4 separate regions of the Pan troglodytes genome follow, and regions 1, 2 and 3 are each linked to region 4. Evidence: chromatin contacts called from public Hi-C and HiChIP or PLAC-seq data. All regions are on one chromosome and are shown on one strand. The core of a region is the stretch at or near the end of the contact, and the rest is flanking DNA. Distances in the headings are between cores, read along the strand shown. Region 1 holds the start of TEX30 (testis expressed 30). Region 2 holds the start of BIVM (basic, immunoglobulin-like variable motif containing). Region 3 holds the start of ERCC5 (ERCC excision repair 5, endonuclease). Region 4 holds the start of TPP2 (tripeptidyl peptidase 2).

Region 1 (3,007 bases), core at 97-2,596, 180 kb after region 4:
TGCACACATGCTGGTTTTCTTCAGAAACACGGAAAATGCCCCATAATGCAAGCCCCAAGCAACCTGCTCTAGGTCATCTGGGTTTGTTTTTTTGAGACAGAGTCTTGCTCTGTTCCCCAGGCAGGAGTGCAGTGGCGCGATCTCGGCTCACTGCAACCTCTGCCTCCGGGGTTCAAGAGATTCTCCAGCCTCAGTCTCCCGAGTAGCTGAGATTACAGGCGTCCGCCACCGCGCCCGGCTAATTTTTGTATTTTTAGTAGAGACGAGGTTTCACCATCTTGGCCAGGCTGGTTTTGAACTCCTGACCTCAGCTGATCCACCCGCCTCGGCCTCCCATCGTGCTGGGGTTACAGGCGTGAGCCACCGTGCCAGGCCACTGTCGTCTGGGTTTTCGTATCTGGCTTTAGGTTCAGAGAGGGCAGGGTTTGAAGCCTGGCCCGGCCTCAGTGCCCTCAACGGCGATGGTGAAGATGACCGGCTAGAGGTGCTGCGCCCACGAAACGCCAGCTCTAGTGGCGTCCGGAGCGCCGGCTCCACCGGCTGGGCGGTCGGCGGAGTTCTAGGACAACTCCTACTCACAAGGGCTGGGCGATCACCTCCCACGCCACGGGACGGAGACGCCACAGCCCCTTCAACTTTCAGTTACAAACGTTCGTGCCCTGTTACGTCCACAGCATTACGCTGGCTGTCGTGGGGCAAACAAAAACGTTGAGTCCGAGTCTTACGGGGGGTCGGGTCAACAACCCCAGCAAACATGGAGAGAAAATTCAAAGCGGGTCTCACGGGCGTGCGGGGCTCGGCGGCGCTCGGGCACGGGATCCGTTCTCTCCGCAAATGCGCGCTGCCGGGGATGCGCCGCGGGCTGCCCCGGTCGACCCCTCTCAACTCCGAGGCTACTTCGAGCCAGTCACCCGGGACTGGCTGACGTGGTTGGTCCAGGTTGGCCCCGTCCGGCTCTCCCCGCCCGTACCAACCCCGCATTCCGCCCTCCTACCCGGCAAAGCGGACGAAGCCCCCACCGGCTGGTGCCCGCGGGCACCGAACTTAGCGGAACGCCTCCCGGCTCGGACCAGACGCCCCTGAGGAGTGACGCCCGCGAGCCTCAAACGCCTCAGGCGGGCCTGCCGGGTGCTCTCCCCGTCTCCCAGGAAGCCGCCCGTCAGCCGGCGGCGCCAACCGCCACCGCCGCACTTACCCGGGAAGGCAAAAGTGGCCGCGGGCACCCAACCGCCGTCACTCCCTTCAGGGAGCTGACTAGCGCGCTCGAAGCGACCGCCTCGCCTGCCCCGCCACAGCGTTCGGCTACGACGCACGCGCGCGCAGGCCACGCCCCCGGGTGCGCGGGCCGGGCCGCAGAGCACGCCGGGAGCGTGGGTCTCCCAGCCCGCCACATCCCAGGGCTGTACGCGCGGACGAGCGGAGTTAGGGGAAGGTGCCACGGTGGCCGCCGCCTCAGTAGCACGCGGACGGCTGGAAAGTCAGCCCCCGTTTCCGCCTCACCCAGGATTGCTCCACTCGCGGCCTTTCCGCATCGCAGCCACCACTCCATTCCGAGGCGCGATCAGCTCTGACCAGTCTTCCTCACACCCATAGTCGATTCGTTACTCCCCTTAAGGTCAAACGCTGACAGAAACCAGCCGCTTCGCACACTTCTACATGGGGTCAAGCCCCCTGTTATCTTTGCGGGGATGATTGTAACAATCACTTAAATGGTCGCTTCGTACCATCTTGCCCCCGCCTGGGCCTTGTCGGCGACGCCGCAGCCACGTGGATGCTGTGGAAGCCTGTCCCCCCGGATCTTCCAAAGGTTCCGCGCTCATTGCCACAGCCAGCGGCCGGCAGTGGCCTAGGCTGTTGCACGCGATCGGTCCCCCACATCTCCCCTCTCCATCTGGCTCCTTTCCCTGGAAGCCCAGGGCAGCCCACACTTCGCTGTCCTCACCCCCACTCACCAGGCGGGACCCCATGACGACCGGCTTTTGTCCTGGCTGCTCCCTCCCAGCGTGGGCCGCGTCTCCTCGGGGTCGACAGGGCGCGTGGTTTTCACAGCGAGGCCTCCCCTGATCGCCTCCCCGCTCTTCCTGTCCTTCCCCGGTCACCTCACGAGCTATGGATGTATCTGTGTCTCCTCACTGCGCTATAAGCTCCCAGGTGAAGAAAGGGTTGCTTTTTGTAAATTTTTGTTTTAACCGTGAACCTCTTGTGTATGAATAATGCTCAGAAAAAAAAAATTTCTTAAATGAATGAATCTTCCCCAAGCCCAGTGCAGTTGGCACCTGCCCTCTTTTCTGTCACGGTACATATAAGGAAATACATTCCACAAACCCACATAGTCGCTGTCATTTATCACAAGTGTTTCCCCAAATTACAAAGTCTTAATACTTCTTTGTCTCCTAATTTTTTACCTGTGTTTTTTAAAAACATTTCTTTACATGCCATAAAATTCACTCATTTGAAGTGTACCATTCAATGATTTTCAGTAATTTTAAAACCATTTGCAACCATCACTGTAATTTAAGAACATTTCCATTATCCCCCTGAAAAGTATTTGCGCAGTTACAGTTGAGATAGGAGATCAGCAGGACTTTCCGAGCACTGATCACCACCTGCTGAGCAAAACAAGATCTGGTCAGAACAGGATGCCCTAAAAAAACGGCCGAAACTGCCCTAAAGAAACAGGCCCAAGCCAGCTAAAACCAGGATGGTGACCAAAGTGACCTCTAGTGCCCTCACTGCTCATTATACACTAATTATAATACATGAACATGCTACAACACTTCCACCAGCACTCTGACAGTTTACAAATGCCATGGCAATGCCCAGACCTTACCTTATATGGTTTAAAAACGGAAGAATTCTCAGTTCCAGGGGAACTCCCCACCCCTTTTCTAGAAAATTCGTGAATAACCCACCCCTTATTTAGCGTACGATGAAGGAGTAGGTATAAATATAGCTAGCCAGTGGCCGGGTGCCCTGGCCCATGCCTGTAATCCCAGCACTTTGGGAG
Region 2 (2,877 bases), core at 111-2,610, 200 kb after region 4:
AAAGCAAAGTAGTAGGTAGTGTATCATCTTTTGCCAAATAACAAAATTTACAACCTGCCTTTTACTTGACAACCTTTTATTCCAGTATTTTTTTCTGTATGAAATACACACGGTCAGCATCCACCAATAATAGAGACAATCATTTCAGAAGTATATGAATTATAAAAATAAGTTTTAAGTATGATGTTAAAGTATTAAATTCATTGGAACAAAATATTTGTTACAATCGTATAGGAGATTAATACTTCGATACTTTCCTTCCGAACTCTGAAGTTTCAAATAGTACTTCATTTTTCTTTTTCAGTTTCAAAACATGCTTACCTGCAGATGTCTCCTTGAAAATTGAGGGCCGCACCAGAGAAAGATGAAGCCCATCAAGTCTCTAACAACTAGGTTTAAATCCCTTATAACAGCTTATGCGAAAAGTAGTTAGAAACAGTATTTCCAGCAAAGTGGAGGGACTTTGTCTTGCCCTGATAATGTGGGAATCTGAATCAAAATTGCTAGGAGATTATTTTATATGTTATATACAATACATTATATGGCATATATTATAATTCGGAACAATTTCTACAGCTACAGAGAAAAATTGGTAACCAAATATCCTGGAATATAAACTGCTGTGGAGAAACGAGTTCTTGGAAAGAAAAATCTTAAAAGGAGAAACAGACTTAACCGCCATCCAAAATAGGTAAGGAGCCGTTTCTCGACTTACTTATTCCCTGATGTATCCACTGCCTGAATATAGAAATAGCGGGCGGGAAGGACGACGTCTGCTTTTAGCCCGGGTCCCCATATTTCGCTCTTCTCCGGGCTCAGCTGCCTTTCTCCGCCGGTCTCGGCGAGGGCTGGAACTGTCGCCAGAAAGAAGCAATAAAGTAGCAAAGTGCCAAACATTTACAAGACGGACTCTCGAAATGATCCACCGATAAATGAAGAAGTGTAAGAGGTGGACAGAAGCAGCCAAGGCTTCGGCAGGGACCCACCGGCCGATCGCAGCAGCCAACGCGACTGCAAAGGGTGCCGCCCGGCGTGCAGGGCAGGCGCGCGGGTCTCCGCGACCCCAGGACAATCAACGCCCGTGCCCCGGCGCGCCCAGGTGAGGGTCCCCTGGCGTTCTGCTGTCCCGGCCGAGAACCGCGCTGCTCCTCTCTCTCAGGACAATGATGAACTTGAGTTGCTCCTGCCACTGGAGCATCATTTGGGAGCGAATCCGTCTCAGGTTCCAGCCAAGGTGTAGGGCGAGGGGATTGGCCCGTGCGTCGGGCCAGGCTCAGTAACGCCTTCTCCAAGTGGATGGCGGGGTGGACACGCGTCCCGGCGCCCCGGGCTCCCTGGGATATGTAGTTCGCGACAGGACGAGCGGAAATACTGCCAGGTTTTTACCACCTCTCGCCCATTTATTTACTTTTCGGTCACCGCTTTCGGGGGACAGATAAACACCACAGATGCCCATCAAAGGGGCGCACGGGTCTGGAGGCGCAGCTCAGGTTTTTGCGTTGGTCACCCTGCCCTCCGCACGTGCAGAGGGCAGGCATAAAGCACCTTGAAAGGAAGGTGCTGTCAATGCTATCCGACGACCTGTCGCCGGGCACCGCAGCATCCTCGCGCGCTCCGATGGGACGAGGGACGCCGGCCCCAGGGTAACAGGAGGCGCCTCGCCGGCCGCGCGCTGGATGCTGTGATCCAGGTCCGGAGCCGGGTTCCGCCGCGGCCGCAGCGACCCGACCCCACCCGACAGGCCAGAGGTACCCCGGGGCGGGGGGCAGGGGCCGAGGTGGCGGCCGGCTGTGCGCTCTGAGCGCCTGGCCCTCCGCTGGGCACCTGGGCGCCGCCAGCCCGGCCTGCTGCCACTCTACGCGCAGCCACCTGGGCATTCACAATTTTTACTTAATTCGATACCGGCCTGGGCTGCCAGGGGTCATCGCCTCTCCGGAGCCCCGTGGCGTCCAGATGGAGGCCACTGCATGGGTGCGCGCTCTCCCGGGAAGGAGTAGGGGGAAGAGCTGGGTCGCAGGGGGAAGAGAAGCGCCAGGGAAAGAAGGGCCTAGCCCTGTGGTGAACAAAGCTCGATTAGGAGGTGTCCATGTGGATACCGGTGACCCCTGTGCGGCCGTCGGTCTCCACGCCACGCTGGGCAGGGTCCGGGAACCAGCGCGCAGCGGCAGTCGCCTTCCCCTGCACGCCAGCACCCGGGTCCGGGCCGCCGCCAGGAGTCACGGGCTCACCGCCCTGGTCAGCTTGGCAGTCGGACCCGGAGCCCCCTCCTCTGCCTGCCTGCCTTTTGCCAGCTGCCCCGAAAACCCAGAAGAGCCGGTGGCTCCGAGCCAAGGCGGGCCTGGTCCTGCGCCAGGAAAGGGGGTTTCTTTCCTATTTTCTTTTGTGCAATTGTCATTATTAATGATACCGACTCGTTTACTCAAACAGTCGAATCGGAGCCCCAGCTCTTAGCCCGGATGCAGCAATTGCCCGTGGGCCCCCTTTAACACCGACAGCGTCCCCGGGGCCCGGGGCAAGCATGTTCGAGGCGGTCACCCCCGGGCCTCGGCGCGCTCCCCCTGGCGGAGAGCCTCGTCTTCCGGCCGGTGAGGGAAGGTAGAGGAGGGAGTAGGGGCGAGGAGGCCTCGGCGGCCCTTGGGCTCTGCGGGCTGGGGACTCGGGGTGCCCGCGACACGCGCGGAGGCGCGGGCTGGGTTGGCCACGGGCAGGGAGCGCAGCCGCGCTCCTTCCTCTCTGCCCGCGTCGCTTCCGCGCGCACTGGTTCTGCGCGGCGGGGCTTGGCCTGCGCGACTGTCTACTCCGTCCCGGCGGCCTCGGAGCCCGGCCGAGCGGCGAGCTTGTCAGAGGACGGTGGTGGAAACGCTCCCGGCCTCCCCA
Region 3 (2,700 bases), core at 128-2,627, 250 kb after region 4:
ATGGATGCTAATACTATCCTTTATTGAGTAGTTACTAGTGCTAAGTGCGTTGCATGTAACACCTTGAATACTTACTAAAGTCTGCAAGGTTGGTTTTATGCCCTGATTACTGATGGAGACACAAATTCTGAACAAATGTGACTTCAGGAATGCTAAACACCATAGTGAGGCACGATGCGGGGATTTGAATCTTGGCCTGAGGGTTCCAGAGCTGTGGCCTTTTCTGGGGTTACTCTGTTAATTGATTTCTAGTCCTTTCTGATCTACAAGCCGCGGCATTATAAATTTTAGATGCTGAAGAAAACTAAACTGTATGTCAAGGATTAAGGCTTGTGAACCCCCAAAATTTGGGACAGGTCTCAGTTAATTTAGAAAGTTTATTTTGCCAACGTTAAGGAGGCGCACCTGTGACACAGCCCCAGGAAGTCCAGATGACATGTGCCCAAGGTGGTCGGGGCACAGATTGGTTTTATACATTTTAGGGAGACAGGAGACATCAATCAACATATGTAAGTACACTGGTTCCTTCCAGAAAGGTGGGGACAACTCGGAAGCACGAAGGGCTTCTAGGTCACAGGTAGATGAGAGACAAATGGCTGCATACGAGTTTCTGATAAGCCTTTCCAAAGGAGACAATCAGAATATGCATCTATCTCAGCGAGCAGAAGGATGACTGACTAAAATGGGAGGCAGGTTTTGCCCTGAGCAGTTCCCAGCTTGACTTTTCCCTTTTGCTTAGTAATTTTGGGACCCCAACATCTTCACAGGCTTTAAATTTTATTATTCTTTAGTTACTACGTGCTAGCATATAAATAAATAGTACAAAACCAAGAAGGCATCCACCTTTTGGTTGTCTCTTCACGTGTAAAACAACACTTCGTGTTAAGTATCTTCACACATGGCGGCGCAAAGGTAGAAACCGATACTAAAAAAGCGTGCAGAAAATAGCTCCCAGCCTGGGCAACACAGGGACACCTCATTTCTAAAAAAATAATTCGCCAAGCATAGTGGTGCGCACCTGCGGTCCCAGCTACTTGAGAGGCTGAGATGGGAGAGTCGCTTGAGCTCGGACAGCAGGAGTTCCAGGCTGCAGTGAGCTACGAACGCGCCACTAGACTCCAGTATGGGCGACAGCGTGAGACCCTGTCTCAAACAAAAACAAAAGCCCGTTACCCCTCCAAGAAGGCACTTTTGCACATTGTTTTAATGCTTAACGCCTTCAGGATGCCAGCGTGGCGGAAGCAAGTAACCACCAAGGGATCAACACTGGGGCTAAACTTCTCACTTCCGGAGTGCTGCAAGCGCAGAAAATATACGTCATGTGCGGAGGCGGGGCTTCCGCCCTGAGCGTCGTATTAGACGGAAACCGAGCGGGCCCATTTTTCGTGGGTTTGCGGACCCACCAGCGAAGGCGAGAGGTGTCGCAGGGACATCTTCTGGCTGTTTCCGTCGCCTGCGTGGCCCTTGCACCCCGGTCTTCCATTAGCGGCGAAGACGTTTGGGCCTAAGCGCTGGGCGAGGCGACGCCCTGCCCCCGCCAACGGCCATTCTCTGGACCTGTCTTTCTTCCGGGAGGCGGTGACAGCTGCTGAGACGTGTTGCAGCCGGAGTCTCTCCGCTTTAATGCGCTCCCATTAGTGCCGTCCCCCACTGGAAAACCGTGGCTTCTGTATTATTTGCCATCTTTGTTGTGTAGGAGCAGGGAGGGCTTCCTCCCGGGGTCCTAGGCGGCGGTGCAGCCCGTCGTGGAAGAATTAGAGTAGAAGTTGTCGGGGTCTGCTCTTAGGACGCAGCCGCCTCATGGGGGTCCAGGGGCTCTGGAAGCTGCTGGAGTGCTCCGGGCGGCAGGTCAGCCCCGAGGCGCTGGAAGGGAAGATCCTGGCTGTTGGTATCCTTAACGCCGCGTTGGGACTTGGGGTGCAGGGATTCGGGGCTGGATTCCTCGCGGGGCTCTGCCTTGGGCACAGTGGCATCTGCAGGATGATGGTCTTGGGTCGGGGTCGCTATAGAATCTCTGTCACTAGGTTTTTTAAGTACAGTCGTCCCTCGGTATCCCCGGGGCTTTGGTTCCAGCCCCTCCTCCGTATACCACGATGTTCAAGTTCCTTCAACTCCCTTATATAATGGCGTGGTATTTGCATATAAACTACCCACTTCCGTAATCTTTTAAATCGTTTCTAGCTTACTTGCAATGCCGAATGCAATGTAAGTGATCTGTAAATAGTTGTTATACTGTATTTTAAAATTTTTTGTAGTTTTTATTGGTATGTTTTATTTATTTATTTTTTTCCATCGCAAATATTTTTGATCCGTGGTAGGTTGAGTGCGGAATCGGGTGATGAGGCGGGCCGCCCTGTCTGCTTTCCCCAGCTTTGCAGTCTTAGCGGCCTGTGCATCCTGGTTTGTCACTTTGTGGCAGTGCTTTACGTTCCTCTCTGCTTTAGTTCTCTCATCTGCAAAGTAGAGGTGGTGATAGTATCTACACACAGGATTGGAATGAGGAATAAAGAAATTACCTACATGAGAGAAGTTTAGCGCGATTAATACAGTAAATCTTAAAGTTATTATCCTGTCCGGGAGGTCAGTAAGGAGAGAAGAGTAGACTTCGACGATTAGTTTTGCTTGAGTCTTGCCCCATTTGTGTTTCTTAGAGGAAGGATAGTGTGGACAGGTGTTTTACCCATTTTTTAAATTGACTTT
Region 4 (2,714 bases), core at 171-2,670:
TTACAGTTACCCGAGATTGTGACATTGCACTCCAGCCTGGGCCACAGAGTGAGACTCTGTGTCAAAAAAGAAAAAGAAAAGGAAAGGAAAAGAAGAATCTAAAGAACACTGTTACGGCAGTCTAATAAAAAGTCTGCCACCTAGGTTTCATAATAAACTGTTCATTCCCCATTTATTCATTGGGTGATACTCTGGCAAAGTCATGCACATGGTGTGGTAGAACATACTGGGGAGAGATTGTGAGAAGACAAATCCAGTGTTTTCATCAACCTGTTTTGTAATCCATGACAGTCAGTTAACTTTGTTTCTTCATCTATAAAATGAAGTGATTGGACTATGGTTCATTTGAAACTGGGAGCCATTCTATTCTATCACTATAAGCTCTATACTGAATGTCTTCTGCGAGTTTGTTATTCTGTTTTCGTCTGTGTTAATTTGAAATTCTTTTCTAGAGGTAATGTAAACAGTTGGGAATAAGAAGAAAAACATTAAAGTTTTCTTTTTCCTCTGCACTAAAGAGAACATGCTTGTGTAAGACTTATGGACTGAATAAATGATCAAGGAATCAGCTGAAACCATTGCACAGCCATAAGAATAATTTTTGAGACTTAATGGAGGATCTCTGAAATTCTGTGGGTTGGAAACCGCATGCATAAGGCTTTCCTTTATACCAGGTATTCTTAACTTGGTGTCCATAGACAGAATCCAAGGGATTCAAAAACTTCCGTAGAAAAAAGATACAAACCTCTTAATTTTTTTCACATCAAGTATGAATGTAGGCAAAAACCAGGGTAGTTATGCTGTTATGTCACCAATAAAAATCAGTTCATCATAGTGCAGTTTTCACCGCTATCTCCAAATAATTATATTCTTCACTATTTTGAAGTTATGGTAGTTTATTAGCCTTGGCCCTAGCTCCTGTTATTTAATGCAAAAGAAGCACACCTGTAACTATATACACACACGTAAAGCTCCTGCTATATAACAAAATTGCCTTTAGTATTTTTGATAACTGCATTTAAACATAATTTATTTCCTGGGCAATCCTATCTATTTCATTGTATGCATTTTAAAACACTGCTTGAGAAATAGGCCTCACCAGATTGCCAAAGGGGTCTTCGGCACAATAAAAGGCTAAGATTACCCTGGCATGAGCATAGACGTAAAGATCATTAGAGGACCACTATGCAGCTTGCAGCAACTGACGGCAGGCACTGTGAATTTGGAAAACTGAAAATTATGGCTCTGTAATTGAGTGGACAGCCGTAAGGAGCAATCAGAAACTTCAGTGTAAGAGGAAAAAAAAAAGATGTTTTTCAGAAATCCCGGAAGCTAAGGATCAGCAGCGGATAGGAGGGGCCCATTTCAGTCTCATGCTTTGTTACTGGCTACAAAGGCGACGGAATGACCAACAACCCACTTCCTGTTGACTGAAACTATTGCCTGTCTCCACCCTATTGCTCCCCGTCACCACCTCACCCCCATCAAAGGGGCATAACAACACAGGGGAACCCAAAGTCTACACCCCTTAAACTACGACCTTCCAAAATCATGTCCGGAGCTTTCGCCGACACCGCAGACTCCTTAGCGGCTAAGGGTGAGTGCGCCGGCTCCCTTGCCTCGGGTCAGCAGCACCCCGGGGCTGGGGCCCCTGCAGCAGCCGCACCAAAAAGTTTCATCCACAACCTTAAGTTTGGAAACTATTGTTTGCCCAGCGAAGGGTTCCCATTATTCCTGGCTGGCGGTCCATCTCCTTGCCTGTCTCTCGGGGAGTGATTCGGTCCGGGACACTAGGACTCTGCTTGGAGGCCTGCTGTTGCCTAAAAACCCCAAGCGCGGGCCTCTTCAAGGCCCCAGGTTCGAGATCCGAACCCTCCAGTAACGTCCTCAGACTCCTCCCCCTTCACTGCAGCCCGGGCAATACTCGGGCCTAGCTCCTGAGAGCGGCGCCGTTGGCTTACGTAGCAGCACGTGATTGGCCACCGCTCCCTGGCAGGCCGGGATTGGTGGGAGACGGGCCGACCCCGCCCCTCGCCCCCGCCTCCGGCCCGAGGCCGCACGGGTGTCCTCGCGCTGCTAGTCCGCGCGCAGCCTGGCAGTTTGCCGCTTCCTCGTCCTCCATCCTGCGTCCATGGCCACCGCTGCGACTGAGGAGCCCTTCCCTTTTCACGGTCTTCTGCCGAAGAAGGAGACCGGAGCCGCCTCCTTCCTCTGCCGCTACCCGGAGTATGATGGGCGGGGGGTGCTCATCGCAGTCCTGGACACGGGGGTCGACCCGGGGGCTCCGGGCATGCAGGTGAGGCGGCCCCCGAGGGCCCGGGCGCGGGGGCGCGGGCGGCCGGGGACGCAGGTGGGGACACAGTCTCGGAGCCCGGCAGGCCAAAGCCCCGCTCTGCGGCCGAGTCCGGGCCGGGGTGGGCAGCACCGGGGTGGGCAGAGGTCAGAGCCGGGCGCGGGAGGGACGGGCGCCCGCCCAGGGGACTCAACGGCGCACAGTGCCAGGGTCGCTGGGCGGGCGAGGGCCCGGACCCCAGTTTGGGCCGTGGTCCCAGCTCAACAAAAGCAGCGTGCCCGGCGCGGCAGCCTGGGGAAGCCTGGGTCCCCCTTTGGCCCCAGGGACTCCCCTTCCTTCTCGCTTCGGCGCTGCCAGGCCGGACCCCCCAGGCTCCTTCCCTCCACGCCGCCTTCCTCTGCATACCCCTGGTGCCTCGGAC

The links. A called contact is a pair of places that touch in the nucleus more often than the background predicts. HiChIP or PLAC-seq counts read pairs in DNA pulled down with a chosen protein or histone mark.
Region 1: an H3K4me3 HiChIP or PLAC-seq map of stem cell-derived excitatory neurons shows a contact between it and region 4, with 2.7 times the contacts expected there. The contact joins the promoter of TEX30 here to the promoter of TPP2 in region 4. A contact is called at or near these places in 1 of 7 Hi-C or Micro-C datasets (stem cell-derived neural progenitor cells) and 1 of 1 datasets of contacts at active chromatin or transcription factors (stem cell-derived excitatory neurons).
Region 2: an H3K4me3 HiChIP or PLAC-seq map of stem cell-derived excitatory neurons shows a contact between it and region 4, with 4 times the contacts expected there. The contact joins the promoter of BIVM here to the promoter of TPP2 in region 4. A contact is called at or near these places in 1 of 7 Hi-C or Micro-C datasets (stem cell-derived neural progenitor cells) and 1 of 1 datasets of contacts at active chromatin or transcription factors (stem cell-derived excitatory neurons).
Region 3: a Hi-C map of stem cell-derived neural progenitor cells shows a contact between it and region 4, with 4 times the contacts expected there. The contact joins the promoter of ERCC5 here to the promoter of TPP2 in region 4. A contact is called at or near these places in 4 of 7 Hi-C or Micro-C datasets (blood, induced pluripotent stem cells and stem cell-derived neural progenitor cells), 1 of 1 datasets of contacts at active chromatin or transcription factors (stem cell-derived excitatory neurons) and 1 of 1 other capture datasets (stem cell-derived neural stem cells).

What each region holds. Positions count from the first base shown.
Region 1 is chr14:108,385,226-108,388,232 of NHGRI_mPanTro3-v2.0_pri, forward strand. It overlaps TEX30 (testis expressed 30), which reads right to left and starts at 1,347. Exons shown (of 6, transcript XM_509722.7): 1 at 1,196-1,347. It overlaps POGLUT2 (protein O-glucosyltransferase 2), which reads right to left. Exons shown (of 9, transcript XM_009427208.5): 9 at 2,266-2,606. The coding sequence ends at 2,505.
Region 2 is chr14:108,410,413-108,413,289 of NHGRI_mPanTro3-v2.0_pri, forward strand. BIVM (basic, immunoglobulin-like variable motif containing) reads left to right here and starts at 1,361. Exons shown (of 11, transcript NM_001427907.1): 1 at 1,361-1,748. POGLUT2 (protein O-glucosyltransferase 2) reads right to left here and starts at 1,261. Exons shown (of 9, transcript XM_009427208.5): 1 at 716-1,261. The coding sequence starts at 897.
Region 3 is chr14:108,457,500-108,460,199 of NHGRI_mPanTro3-v2.0_pri, forward strand. It overlaps ERCC5 (ERCC excision repair 5, endonuclease), which reads left to right and starts at 1,378. Exons shown (of 15, transcript NM_001427908.1): 1 at 1,378-1,888. The coding sequence starts at 1,801. It overlaps LOC129136865 (a long non-coding RNA gene), which reads right to left and starts at 2,092. Exons shown (of 2, transcript XR_008538885.2): 1 at 844-2,092.
Region 4 is chr14:108,205,542-108,208,255 of NHGRI_mPanTro3-v2.0_pri, forward strand. It overlaps TPP2 (tripeptidyl peptidase 2), which reads left to right and starts at 1,421. Exons shown (of 30, transcript XR_010150553.1): 1 at 1,421-2,296. It overlaps LOC129136864 (a long non-coding RNA gene), which reads right to left and starts at 1,630. Exons shown (of 3, transcript XR_008538884.2): 1 at 1,541-1,630.